2 separate regions of the Triticum aestivum genome follow, and region 2 is linked to region 1. A link is a contact called in public Hi-C data. All regions are on one chromosome and are shown on one strand. Each heading gives the region's core, a stretch centred on a gene start, on an enhancer-like site or on the middle of the called end of the contact. The rest is flanking DNA. Distances are from core to core; before and after follow the strand shown.

The links. Hi-C and Micro-C count contacts between places; a contact is called where the count stands out from the background.
Region 2: a Hi-C map of leaf shows a contact between it and region 1, with 6 times the contacts expected there. The contact joins the enhancer-like site here to the promoter of LOC123096845 in region 1. A contact is called at or near these places in 2 of 5 Hi-C or Micro-C datasets (both in leaf).

The regions. Positions count from the first base shown.
Region 1 is chr4D:133,176,237-133,182,047 of IWGSC CS RefSeq v2.1, reverse strand. It overlaps LOC123096845 (ATP-dependent DNA helicase Q-like 1), which reads right to left and starts at 2,615. Exons shown (of 10, transcript XM_044518616.1): 1 at 2,288-2,615; 2 at 1,076-1,461; 3 at 578-838; 4 at 323-486; 5 at 97-193; 6 at 1-3. The coding sequence starts at 2,396.
Region 2 is chr4D:133,334,298-133,340,108 of IWGSC CS RefSeq v2.1, reverse strand. LOC123096847 (ankyrin repeat and SAM domain-containing protein 1A) reads left to right here. Exons shown (of 13, transcript XM_044518642.1): 13 at 1,324-1,645. Among protein-coding and RNA genes, the nearest start is that of LOC123096847, 31 kb to the left of the region's middle. Within about 2 kb of position 2,093, at least 6 of the 8 cell types and tissues checked have an H3K27ac peak or open chromatin away from gene starts, as enhancers often do. A contact at or near this core is called in leaf, where this site is marked.

The sequences.
Region 1 (5,811 bases), core at 1,366-3,865:
TCCCTATCAAAAAGTCCAGGTTAGCATATCCTCTCGGGCCAAATAATAGAAGTACTGATCTCGGAAGTACTAGCATTTCAACAACATAATATATACCCTCTGGTGTAAGCCTTTGAGGATCTCCATGAAGGAATAATTTCCAGCCATTCTTTCAGGTGTGACATACAGAAGTTTGAAAGAAGGTGTGCCATTTCTGCAACGAGATGAAAACTTAAGTTACAAAACAAATGGCAGATCATTTCTTACACTGGAGGGGACATAGGAAAGAAAATCATGTGATAATGTAAACTAGAGATCGAATGAACTACGCAATAGTGTTTACCTAAGCTCTTGGATAACTGCAGATGCCTGTGCAGAAGTTTGCTGAGAATTCAAGAATGCTGCTTGTATCCCAAACTTGAAGGTTAAAGCAACCACCTGATCCTGAATAAGTGACAGCAATGGACACACAACAACAGTAACACCTGGGTGCAATGTTGCAGGGAGCTGCAAAGGTGATAATACAAATGAAGTTTTCAAATCTCGCAAAACAAACAAGATTAAAATAAGAATGCTGAACAAGGCAGAATTTAGTTACCTGATAACACAAGCTTTTGCCACCACCTGTTGGCATAAGTATAAAACAGTCTTTATTGTCCAGTGCAGCACTACAAGCTTCATACTGCAGGGGCCTAAAACTTTTGTTGCCAAAGATGACAGCATTGGCCAAATTGATGTCATCTAGAGAAGAAAGCTGCTCATAACTCAAAATTTCTCTCTTCAAAAGACATGCATTTGGCTGTCCCTCTCTATTTGAAGTTGGAGTTGTTGATTCATATCTCTTGGTTCCTTTGTTCACCTTCAAAACATAATTTCGAAACACAAAGAACAATGCCTATAAGATTAGCAGCAGGGTTGGAAAAGCAAAACTCTCTCTACTTTTGTGGAGATAATAATAGTATGTTTACTGTATCCATATGTGTGCAGGCTCAGTCAACTTATGTTACAGTATTTTCACAAGTACATATCCATCATGTGCACAATAGAAATGGAGATGGAAAAGACCAGTAATGGGAGAAATCAGGAGTTGGCTTACAGTAGATTTTGTTGAGCTTCTTGTCTGAGCTTTAGAGTTTCTTGTTTGTGGCTTCTTCTGGGTACCCACGTTATTATCACGGTGGGTGTTTGTTTCATCAAATATGTCAAAATCTGAATCATCAGAGGAAAAGCTCGATGTTTTTAAACCTTTCGGATTATGTTGACTGGAGGAGTCTGCCCTTTTGAACAAAGGGGTATCCAGAACAACTCCTCCTTTTTCATCATTTACACCCTTCCTCATCATTTCATTCAAATTGCCACAAGCTTCAGTCTCTATTGCATTCAGATCATCCCAGTCATCAGTAAGTTGTGTTGCATCAGCCAATGCAGCAATAAAATCATCGCCACAGTTCTCCACAGTAATGAAATCTTGGCCATCCTCTCCTGTGCCAGAACAATAAATTATCGCCCATACATAGTATCAACCAGCAAGATGTGAACCCAAAACTACACTGAAGCAAAAGCAAAGCATAATGTGTTAACTATGGATGGTACAGTTTATCCAAAAGCATCAGAAACCTCAGCACTAGTCACTTGATAATTCAATATAAAATGCTGCCGAAAACTAAACGTCTAAGTCAGCATACTGAGCAGGTTTCACTGAATTATGTTGTGAAGATGGGCAGGAGTACCAAACATATCTTTATTCTGTCGAATGCAGGCCAGGACCTTTGCTCATTCTATTAGGAGAAGTACACCAATTTCTTGACAGGGAGAAAAAACACCCAAACACTGGCTCACTAAAATGGTCAAAACAGAACATATATGTACACTTAAGAAGAAATGATTTGATTCAACACCTTCCATATCGCAAACCTACCTACCCAAATACTCAAAATGACTGCTCATTGTGATCAAAATGCAGTACTGTCAACACGTGCGAAACCAATAGAACAGGTAATACATTTTCCATAATTCATGATAACTGGTCCTCTCTCTATCATGAACCAAGTTTTTCATGCGCAAATAACAAGCTGATGTGTTCATAATGCATAAGCGGCATTGATCCTAGCAGCACACCCAAGCAAACCACCCCCAAAATGAAATGGTCTTAATTGGGCCGGGCGTCTCTCCCCTACAATTCCTACTACATTTTAACTCCTCGTTTCAATCAAATCAGGAGCTCGTCCCATGAAAACAAAACCAGCCGCAGCCAATCCGCCGTTAGAGCACGCGGGGAGGGGGGGAGGTGGGCGTAAGGCGGCCGTACCGTAGAGGTGGACGAGGCGGGAGAGGGCGGCTACGGCGAAGTCGCGGTCGAAGCCGTAGTCGACGGCCAGGTCCAGGAGACGCTCCCTCTCCCAGTGAGGCTCCTCCATCTCCGGCTGGCAAGCACGCCTCCGCCTCCCGCGGACGCCGGCACGGATCGAAACCCTAACGTCGGTGAGGGGGGGGACGCGGGAAAGAGCTGCGGCCTGCGGGTGCGGGCGCGCGCCGTCTCCTTTGGCTTAATTTTTGGCAGAATTTTTTTTGAGAATAATTTTTGGCAGAAATTGGTCGCGGCGTCTATTTCTCGCATTAAGCGACTACATTGTCGGGCCGGCCCGTTACGCGCGCGCAGTGAAAGAAAAACGGAAAACCATTGTTTTAAACCGGATGATTACAACGAGACGTAAGCCTCGTCCAGCGATTGACACGCGTCCTGGCTGGGCCCAGCGTGCCGCTCCCCATCTCGGCCTTATCCCACGCAGGGGAAGCCATAGCCACACATTTTTCTCGCTCGGGTCGTCTTCTTCACGCCAGTGCATCCCCTCCTACGGATCCCTCCTCTCTCTATCGCTCTCTCATGTTTGCCACTCCATGACCGTGATTTGCTCTACTCTCTGCACAGAGCTCCCTTCTCTTCCTGCTCCCTCTCACCACCGGAGCGACGGAGCGTTGCTGCTGCAGGCGACGATGCTCTGCTGCGACGACTGCTGCTGTCATGTATCGAGGGAAACTTCGACGCGTGCCACCGCCCGTCATGGCCGTCGGAGCTATTGCTGCTGCAACGGGGCGCATCTGCACATGGCCTTCGGAGCTGCGGTTTAAGCAACGTGCGTGGCTCCCTGAGCTGCAATGGAGCGCGTCGCGCTGCGACGGTGACCGCGGAGAGTGGCCGACGGGGGGCGCTGCAAACTCCGGCGATGTTACCGGGGGGGTGCAACTCCGGTGATGTTGCTTGGAGCTTGTTGGGAGCACCGTTGGTGTTGCAATGGAACAACGCCGGGCCGCCGGAAGCACGGCCGGCGCTGCATTGGAGCTTCGCCGGAGTTGCAATGGAGCTACGTCGGACGCCGTCGGTGCTGCACTGGAGCTCTGCCGGAGTTTCAATGGAGCTTCGCCGGAGCGTCGTTGCTGCGCTGGAGCTCCGTCGGGTTGCAATGGAGCTCACCGGAGGCCGTCAGTGCTGGCATTGAAGCTTCGCCGGAGCGTCGTTGCTGCGCTGGAGCTCCGTCGGGTTGCAATGGAGCTCACCGGAGGCCGTCAGTGCTGGCATTGAAGCTTCGCCGGGGTTGCATCAAAGCGCCGCCGAGGCTGCAATGGAGCGCCGCGGGGGCGCCATCGGTGATGCGCGGTGCTGCCGTGGGCTAGCGCTGTGTGTGTGCTGGCATGGGAGCTGCCGGATCCTGCGGCTGGGTGCGACTGAATCGGACGATTCTAGAGACGGTTTAAGTTTGCCTAAAATAAATCGGCTGACACCTAGCAGCGGCCAAGAAAAACGCAAGGAAAATGGGCAATCCTGGGATTCGGTCTACAGCGTGTTGCACGGAGCTCCTAGCCACTAGGCTCACGCCGAGTTAGAGTTAAAGTACTGGGCGCGCCCTACTCGAGGCATAAAGAGCCGGTTTTCATTGGTTTTTCAGGTTTTTCTGTATTTTCTGTTTTTCTTTTTCCCCTTCTTTCTTTTCTTTCTTCATATTCTTCTGTGCTATTGGGGTTTTCTTTTTTTTCGCTTTTTTGCTCTTTTTCCTTTTTCTTCTCCTTTTTTATTTTTTATTCTTTTTTCATTTGTTTCTTTGGTTTTCAATGCTTTCTTCGGGTTTTTTCTTTTTTTGTACATGTCAAAAAAATTAACAAGTGATCAACACTTGTTGTATACACGTTCAACATTGTCCAGACGTTATTTTGATATTTTTTTAAATACTTGTTCAACATTTTAATAGTTAGTCAACATTTTTTCAAATATTTGTTCAACATTTTTAATACTTATTCACATTTTCAAATACTTGTTCAATATTTTTTATATACTCGTTCAATATTTTTTAATATCTATTCAATATTTTTCAAATACTTGCTCAATATTTTTAATAATTATTCAACATTTCAAACACTTGCTCAATATTTTTAAAATTCTTGTTCAACAGTTTTTAATATTTATTCAACATTTTTCAAATACTTGTTCAACATTTTTAATACTTATTCATACTTCCAAATACTTGTTTAACATTTTTCAATTTCTTGTTCAACATTTTTCGTATACTCGTTCAAAAAAATTTAATACCTATTCAATATTTTTAATAGTTATTCAACATTTTCAAACACTTTCTGAACATTTTTTAAATTTTGTTCAACATTTTTAATACTTATTCAACATTTTTTCCAAATGTGTGTTTTGAAACTGTTTTTATAAAATATATATACATACATATAGATATAGGTAGAATATTTTGAAGTATAAAGAAAAGTACAAAACTAAAAGAAATAAGAACAGAAAAACAGAAAAAAAAATCAGGCGGTGGCGAGTGCGCGGCTGGGCCGGCCCGTCTGGGGCTCGCCCCGCGAGCGCATCCCCCGAGACATAAGGGCGCCCGAAATTAGTTTGATATCTTCAGCTGGGCTAGTCCGTGATCTGGGCTCTGAGATTATAAAAAGTTGGGTCCAAAAGGAGGTGGCAAAACAAAAACCCATTTGGCCAAGTTCACACCGCTCAAAATAAAAAATTTGGCAAGTTCACAAAGGCTGATGGTTTTTATACTAGGACGAATCGATCAGTTGCGCTAGTAAAATCCGGTATTAGTATCAAGTTTTCCCGTTTTATTATCAATAACCAGGGAAAATGTATACAAACTCGGTTCTGTGAAGCCCAAAAATAAAATTACTCCAGCCAGAAAGAAAAAATATAATCAAAATATAAAGTATAGAGGGGGAAGCTGGGAGCAGAAAGAAGGGAAAGGATCCAAGGCAAGGCGTGTTGAGCTGGTTTGTACTGTTGATGGTTGTTGCGCAATGAACACCACACAAGTCCTCACGTGCGTCTGCTGACCTGTCCTTTAGTACTACGTATGGTTGCACTTGCTAGTTGCTGCGTCGTGTCGCTTCTTTTTCTTTACTGCATCCATGGTGATGGTGTGCGTCTGTTTTGCATCTCTATGTTTTTTAAGAAACAAGAAGAGGGGAGCCATTTTTCATCTTTTGCTCGTACCCTGCACCATCTTTTGTGTAACATAACAGCAGTATTGCACAGGCGTGGTTGGAAAAAAAAAACTGGGTTGCAGATGAAGACAAATTGGAGAAGGGACGCAGCGCGCAGGGGAGGAGACGATAATGACGATGGCGTCGAAATTAAGATGGAAAAAGTAGGGCTGCATGCGGTTACGCCGTGAAGAGGAGAGGAGAGGACGGGATAGAGAGCCGAGCGTAGTGTGCCAGTGCAGTGCGTGCGTGCACCGGGAAACGAAACGGACACGCTCCCTAGCTATACGTGCTGTGATGTGCCGTCCCATTCTCTCGAGTCACTCTCTCTCGGCGCCC
Region 2 (5,811 bases), core at 844-3,343, 160 kb before region 1:
CCAAGTCGCCTGTGCAAGCCAACCTCGCTCCAACGACTTGGCGATTAGTCGGCGACTCAAAAACCTTGGATGTGAGCCTGGTGACTGATGCTTCTACCTGAAGCACATATTTTGTTCTTTTCTTCCATGGGGTTTGTTTTTCTTTACCAGTTCATTTTAAGGCTTTAAGAAAACAATTCTTGGCCTTATTTTTTATATTTGCCTGTCTTTTCTCTCTCTAATTGTGCTACATGAAATGTGAATGCAAGATCTCTCACAACTATTTCTTTCTATCATTTTTTCTTCTAATCTCCAATCATTGTTCATGCTTTATTACTACAGAAATGCAAGGTATATTATCTAGAAAATAGATCGCTTCAACCTGATGTCCATGATGGTGTCATGCTCGATTTGATTCTGGAGGCTTCCTTTGGTTAGTAATTCACCTACTCTTGATCATTGCCTGCAATTTGTAAATCGACCTGACTTTAAGTATGTTCTGACTGGTTGTTCATTTGCTTTATCAGCTTAATATAGGGATTGTGACATGTTTGGGTGGTCTGCAATGTGGACTTGTACATTTCACGGTATATAATACTGATGAATGTTAGACTAATACGTTACATAGGCAATGGTACTGCGCCTTTCTCGCCCATATCTCTCTATACATATTTCTCCACTTATTAGTGACCCCCTAATCAATAGAACCTGTATGATCTGTATAGACTAGCTAGAGCACAACATATTTTCGTGAACAGGGGAGAGTAGAGATTCATATTTAAAAGAAATTTTGCAAGTTTTTGTGGCATTATATTCCAAATTTTTAGGCATTGTATTCCAGATTTCTTTTGGCATGTGTTTTTGTGACGTGCAGCGAATAGGCGGGGAAAGAGCAACATGGCCAAGCAAGTGTTGAGTAAAGAACCATGAGAATAAACTGAGTTTTTGATTTTCTTTTTTGGGTGCACTTTTAATGTTGCATGGACTGAGCATACACTGATTTTTTTACTTCTTCCATCGTGTAGCTACAGGAGCACAAACTAAGTCCCCCTGTCCTCCCCTCTCATCCGCGCAGTTGTCGCCGACTACGCGTGTGCCTCCCGTTGTCACCACTGACTCCCTTTACTGTAAGAGTGTTCATCATTTCCGTAATTGCCGTGAAAGATATCTAACCTCTAATATGAGGTTGTAAGATTACTTTGGTTAAACTTTCTATTTACCCCCTTCAGGACAATTGTATATGGCATTTGGTTATTCATGTACACCAGTATGACTCATGGCATTTCTGGATTGTCAACAGCCCTGATCTGATTGTTTGATGTACTTATATCATTTTCTTTTCAGTCACCTCTTCATCCGAGCAGGGGTGGCGAGGGAACAGAAATGGTCGTGGTGAAAGTCGATTTAGTGCATCAAGAATTGGAGGTTGTGAGATTTGCAAGAGGTGATGAAGGACAATTTGTTATCGTGCCTTATAACATATAGCAGTCGATGATGAGTACAAGCATAAGATGGTTGACAATCTGTAGAGCATGAGACATACTTTTACAATCTGTAAGAGGATCAAATAATATGTTTTGTTGACAAAGATGATTTTGGAATTTCTATATAACATGCATGTACAATATGTTAATGAAGCTACATGAATGCTCGATGCTCTGTTCAAGACTTCTCGAGTAGAAGTGTATCAGTTTATCATTTTCATCTTCCTAAATAAAACCATCGATGTTTAACATGATTTATGGATATCTGGTTGTAGCTTAGCAGGCTTGAGGCCGCTGGCGTTTATCAAGATGAGTTTGGAAATACCCAGTTGAGAGGCGGGGGTTATCGGGTTCGTGTGAGGGGCGTGTGACGTCACCAAAACATCGAAGATGGTGGCGGGGCTTATATAGATAGTTGGGGTTTCTGGTGGCTTGGGTTGGGCGGTGTTGACACATGATTAGGCAGGTGTAGGTGGTCACCAGCATTAGAGATGGTGGTAGGGTTTAGAGGAATAGCTGAGGGTGGCGGATGCTGGGGCGGGGTGGCGGCGACGGACGATTAGGCAGGTGGAGGTGGATGGGTCAAAGGGTGTGCGGGGTCACCAGCATAAAAAATGGTGGTAGAGTTTAGAGGGAGGCGGCTGCTACGCGTAAGCCGGCTGATTTTTTGGAAGATCAGCCGCCCGCACAGCCGTCAGATACAGCCGTGTGTGGCCATTAGATCGTAGGCTAGCACCAGCGCGTCTTCCTCGTCTCTCTTCGCATCCTCCTCTCGCGTCACATCTCAGCCAGCAGGCGCGATGAAGGCTCGCTCCCTCCCGAACTTGTATCGCAGTGCCAAGTCGTTCGAGCAGCAGCTCCTTCCCGGCCGGTAGTGCAGTGCCGTCGTTCGCCGGAGTCTCGTTTTGGTCGTAGCAGCTCCTCCCCGGCCGGTAGTGCAGTGCCGTCGTTCGCCGGAGTCTCGTTTTGGTCGCAGCAGCTCCTCCCCGGCCGGTAATGCAGTGTCGTCGTTCGCCGGAGTGACGTTTGGTTGCAGCAGCATCCCGCAGCCCGTTTCTATGCTCCAACACAGCACCGGCAGTCCAACGATGCTCCGTCGTAGCTCCATAGCAGCACCGACGACTCGGAGATGCTCCATTGCAACCTCATTGCTGCACGGCGCGGTGCTTCGTCGCAGCTACAGTGCTACACCGCCCCCATCGTCGGTGCCTCCATGAAAGCTACATTGCAGCTACGCCGCCTCCCTCGATGGTGCAGCGAAGCAACGATGCACCCATTGTGGCGCTGCCGCCGGCTACCTCGAGCATCGGAGCCACCGAAGAGCTCCAACGGAGCAGCACCGAAACTGATGAAAAAAAGCTTTGCAACGCCGACGACACCCCAGGGAAGCTCCATGGCAGCACCGCGGCTCCAAAAAAGCTCCGATGCGGCACCGTCGACGCCCGGCAAAGCTCCATTGTAGCCTCGGTCGTGCTCCATTGCTGCTCCGGCGAAGCTCCATTGCAGCCGTGGCGAAGCTCCAAGCCTCCAATGCATGACCTCGCACACGCTCCATTGCAGCCCCACCGACGGCGGAAGCTGCGATGCAACTCCGGTGGCGCTTCAATGCAGCCACGGCGGAGCTTCAACAACCTCGCTCGGCGCTCTACTGCAGCCCCGCCGACGGCAGAAGCTGTGATGCAACTCCGGTGGCACTTCAATGCAGCCACGGTGGAGCTTCAACAACCTTGCTCGGCGCTTTGCTGCAGCCCCGCCGTCGTGAGCATGAATCAGGCGACGTTCGCTAGTCCCTTCCTCCGCTACGGTGGTGCCTCTGCTCTGCCGCTTAACGAATGCAACAAATCGTCGGATGACCGTTCCATTGCCGCTCTGCCACCGGCGACTTGCAGCACCAGTAGCGCCGACGAGGTTGCATCGCAGCACGGCGGCCATGGATGAGTTGATGTGTCGGTGCCTGGCGGCCCTGGACGTGTTGCTGCGTTGTAGCACCGACGGTCGTTGATGAGCACCGTATTGCATCGCCGGGAACACCTCCATGGACGCTTGTTTGCAGGTATGCCACCTCCAACGATTCAGCGGAGGAGCACCGGCTGCTGGTGCCGATGGCTGGCGGTAACCCTTTTTGGTTTCCTAGATGATGTGGTGGTCTCGCCATGACTCCTCTACGGCCGTTAGTGAATGAGATGGCAAGGGAAGAAAGAGATATGTGGAGGAGGCTGCTTCGCGGCAAGGGAAGAAAGAGATATGTGGAGGAGGCTGCTTCGCTAGAGATAAGGTTGGGAAAGCGGTGGGCAGCTTCACGCAGGACTCGTGGCGCATGGAGAGGGAGGTTTACGAGACGAAAAATCAGTCGGATGAATTAGAGAGTTTTCCTTAGAGGGATGGTCGGGGGTGGAATGGAGGAAGAAGGCAACATTGGGAGGAAGACATTAGTGTTTTATGCTAATTGCAACTACATGCTGCCACATTTCATTTGCATAATTTATCCCGGACAATCGTAGAAACTGAAGAAATATGTGCAACCATATCAGAGATCTATTTGGCTGGATAGAGCAGGGAGAGTGTAGGGCGAAGCCTAGGATGGTCTGGATTGTCGTCGTCTTCCACAGTGACTCCTCTTTTAATCGCCCTTGCTTTCGGATGCAGTCGTCGTCATGAGTAAGCGGTCTATGGGAAAATACGATGTGAAGGAGAGAGGGTGTCATGGACAAGGTGACGTGGGTGTCATTCAGTTTTAAAGGAGAGGGATCCATCGAGAAATGTCCCGGTATAATGAAAAACCGAGCATGAAGTGGATATTCTGGTAGGAAAAGGGAATGATGCAACATGGGATGGGTTTTTGGATAGGGGCAAGCATTGGGGATAACAGGGCGCATAATCTGGATAATGACATTTCTCCTCATATATGGGTTGGATTTGAGGAAGCAAGGACTGTCCAAACGATTGAGTTTTGGGGAGCCCACCGGCGCTCATTTGATGCCCGAACACACGGTACATATAAGGAAGACATGAGCTTCGACCTTGCCAAAGATCTTAATTATTTGTTTGATTCATTTTTATACATTGTAATCCGTAACAACGCACGGGCATTCTACTAGTATATGTAGTGTAGATGTTCCCTCAGGAAAAAGAGAAAAACAATGCTAGTCAAGATGAACAATCCATCACTAGTTGAGGCCCGTAAACGTGCTGGATGTGCTTATTTTCAAATAACGGCTATTACTATGACCAAATTAACGTGTGAACTACCTTTTTTTTCTTGAGCAACACTAATGGTTGGGTGGATAGGGGTGTTGTGCTTCCATCCTTCCAGCCCATTGTGAAACAGCCCCTAGATATATGGTCATGTCTTCCTTTGGGTTTCCCCTATAAAAGAGGAAATGTTAACTTCGGGTTTCCCTTTTTAAGAAGGAAAATGCTTGTAGACGGCGCGCCGGCCGAAACTTCAGCCGGCGCACACGTAGCATTCAATTCCTCTACATCATACGCCCCGTGAGTCGCTCTCCCACCGCACATTCAGTTTTTGTTTTTTTTTCTCTCTGCTTTATCTTCTTCCACCTCTCTTTCTCTTATCCATTCCCATTTTTTCGTTGCCCCCCCCCCCCCGACCTCCATGAAACTCGGGGCTGCTCCTAGAGACCAACCGCCGCCGCCGCCGCCTGCTGCTAGGGGAGTCATCGCGGGTGGAGAAGACGACCATAGCCAACGCCTCCTTCCGCTCCCAGGCACCCCCACCTATGGGCACGCATGAGCTGGAGTGGCGAACGGGATGCATGTTGCAATGGCGATCGACGGGGGTGCAGTGAGTTGGTGAGCACTGATGCACGACCGGCGAAGGCAATGCTGGAACCGTAGTATCCCTTTTTGCTGCAACCGCTGACAAAATAGCTTCAAACCCAAAAGCTTCAACCGGCTATAGAGAAAGCTCGGCACTGTCAATCAGGGAAAGCTTCAACCGTGGATACAAAATGCTCCAACACTGAATGAAAAAGGCTTCAACGAAACCATAGAGAATCCTTTTGCTACAGCCGGCCAGGGTTCTTTTTGCTACAGCCATCCATCCATTTTTTGCAGCAACCGTCCATGGTTTTCGCTACGTCCAGCGATTTTTTTTGCTACGGCCATTCACGGCAGAGCTGTGACCTACGACGGCGGGGTGATGATAATTTTGGTACAACCATAACCTCTTTCTGTTACAATCGGTAGGATGATTTGCTACATCCATTCATGGCAGAGCTGTGGAGCCGACGATGGTTTTTGCTCCAACCGCCTTCGCTTTTGCTATAATCAATGTTTTTTTGCTACATCCATTCATGGTGTGACTGGTGACCTTAGTTGGCAGAAAGTC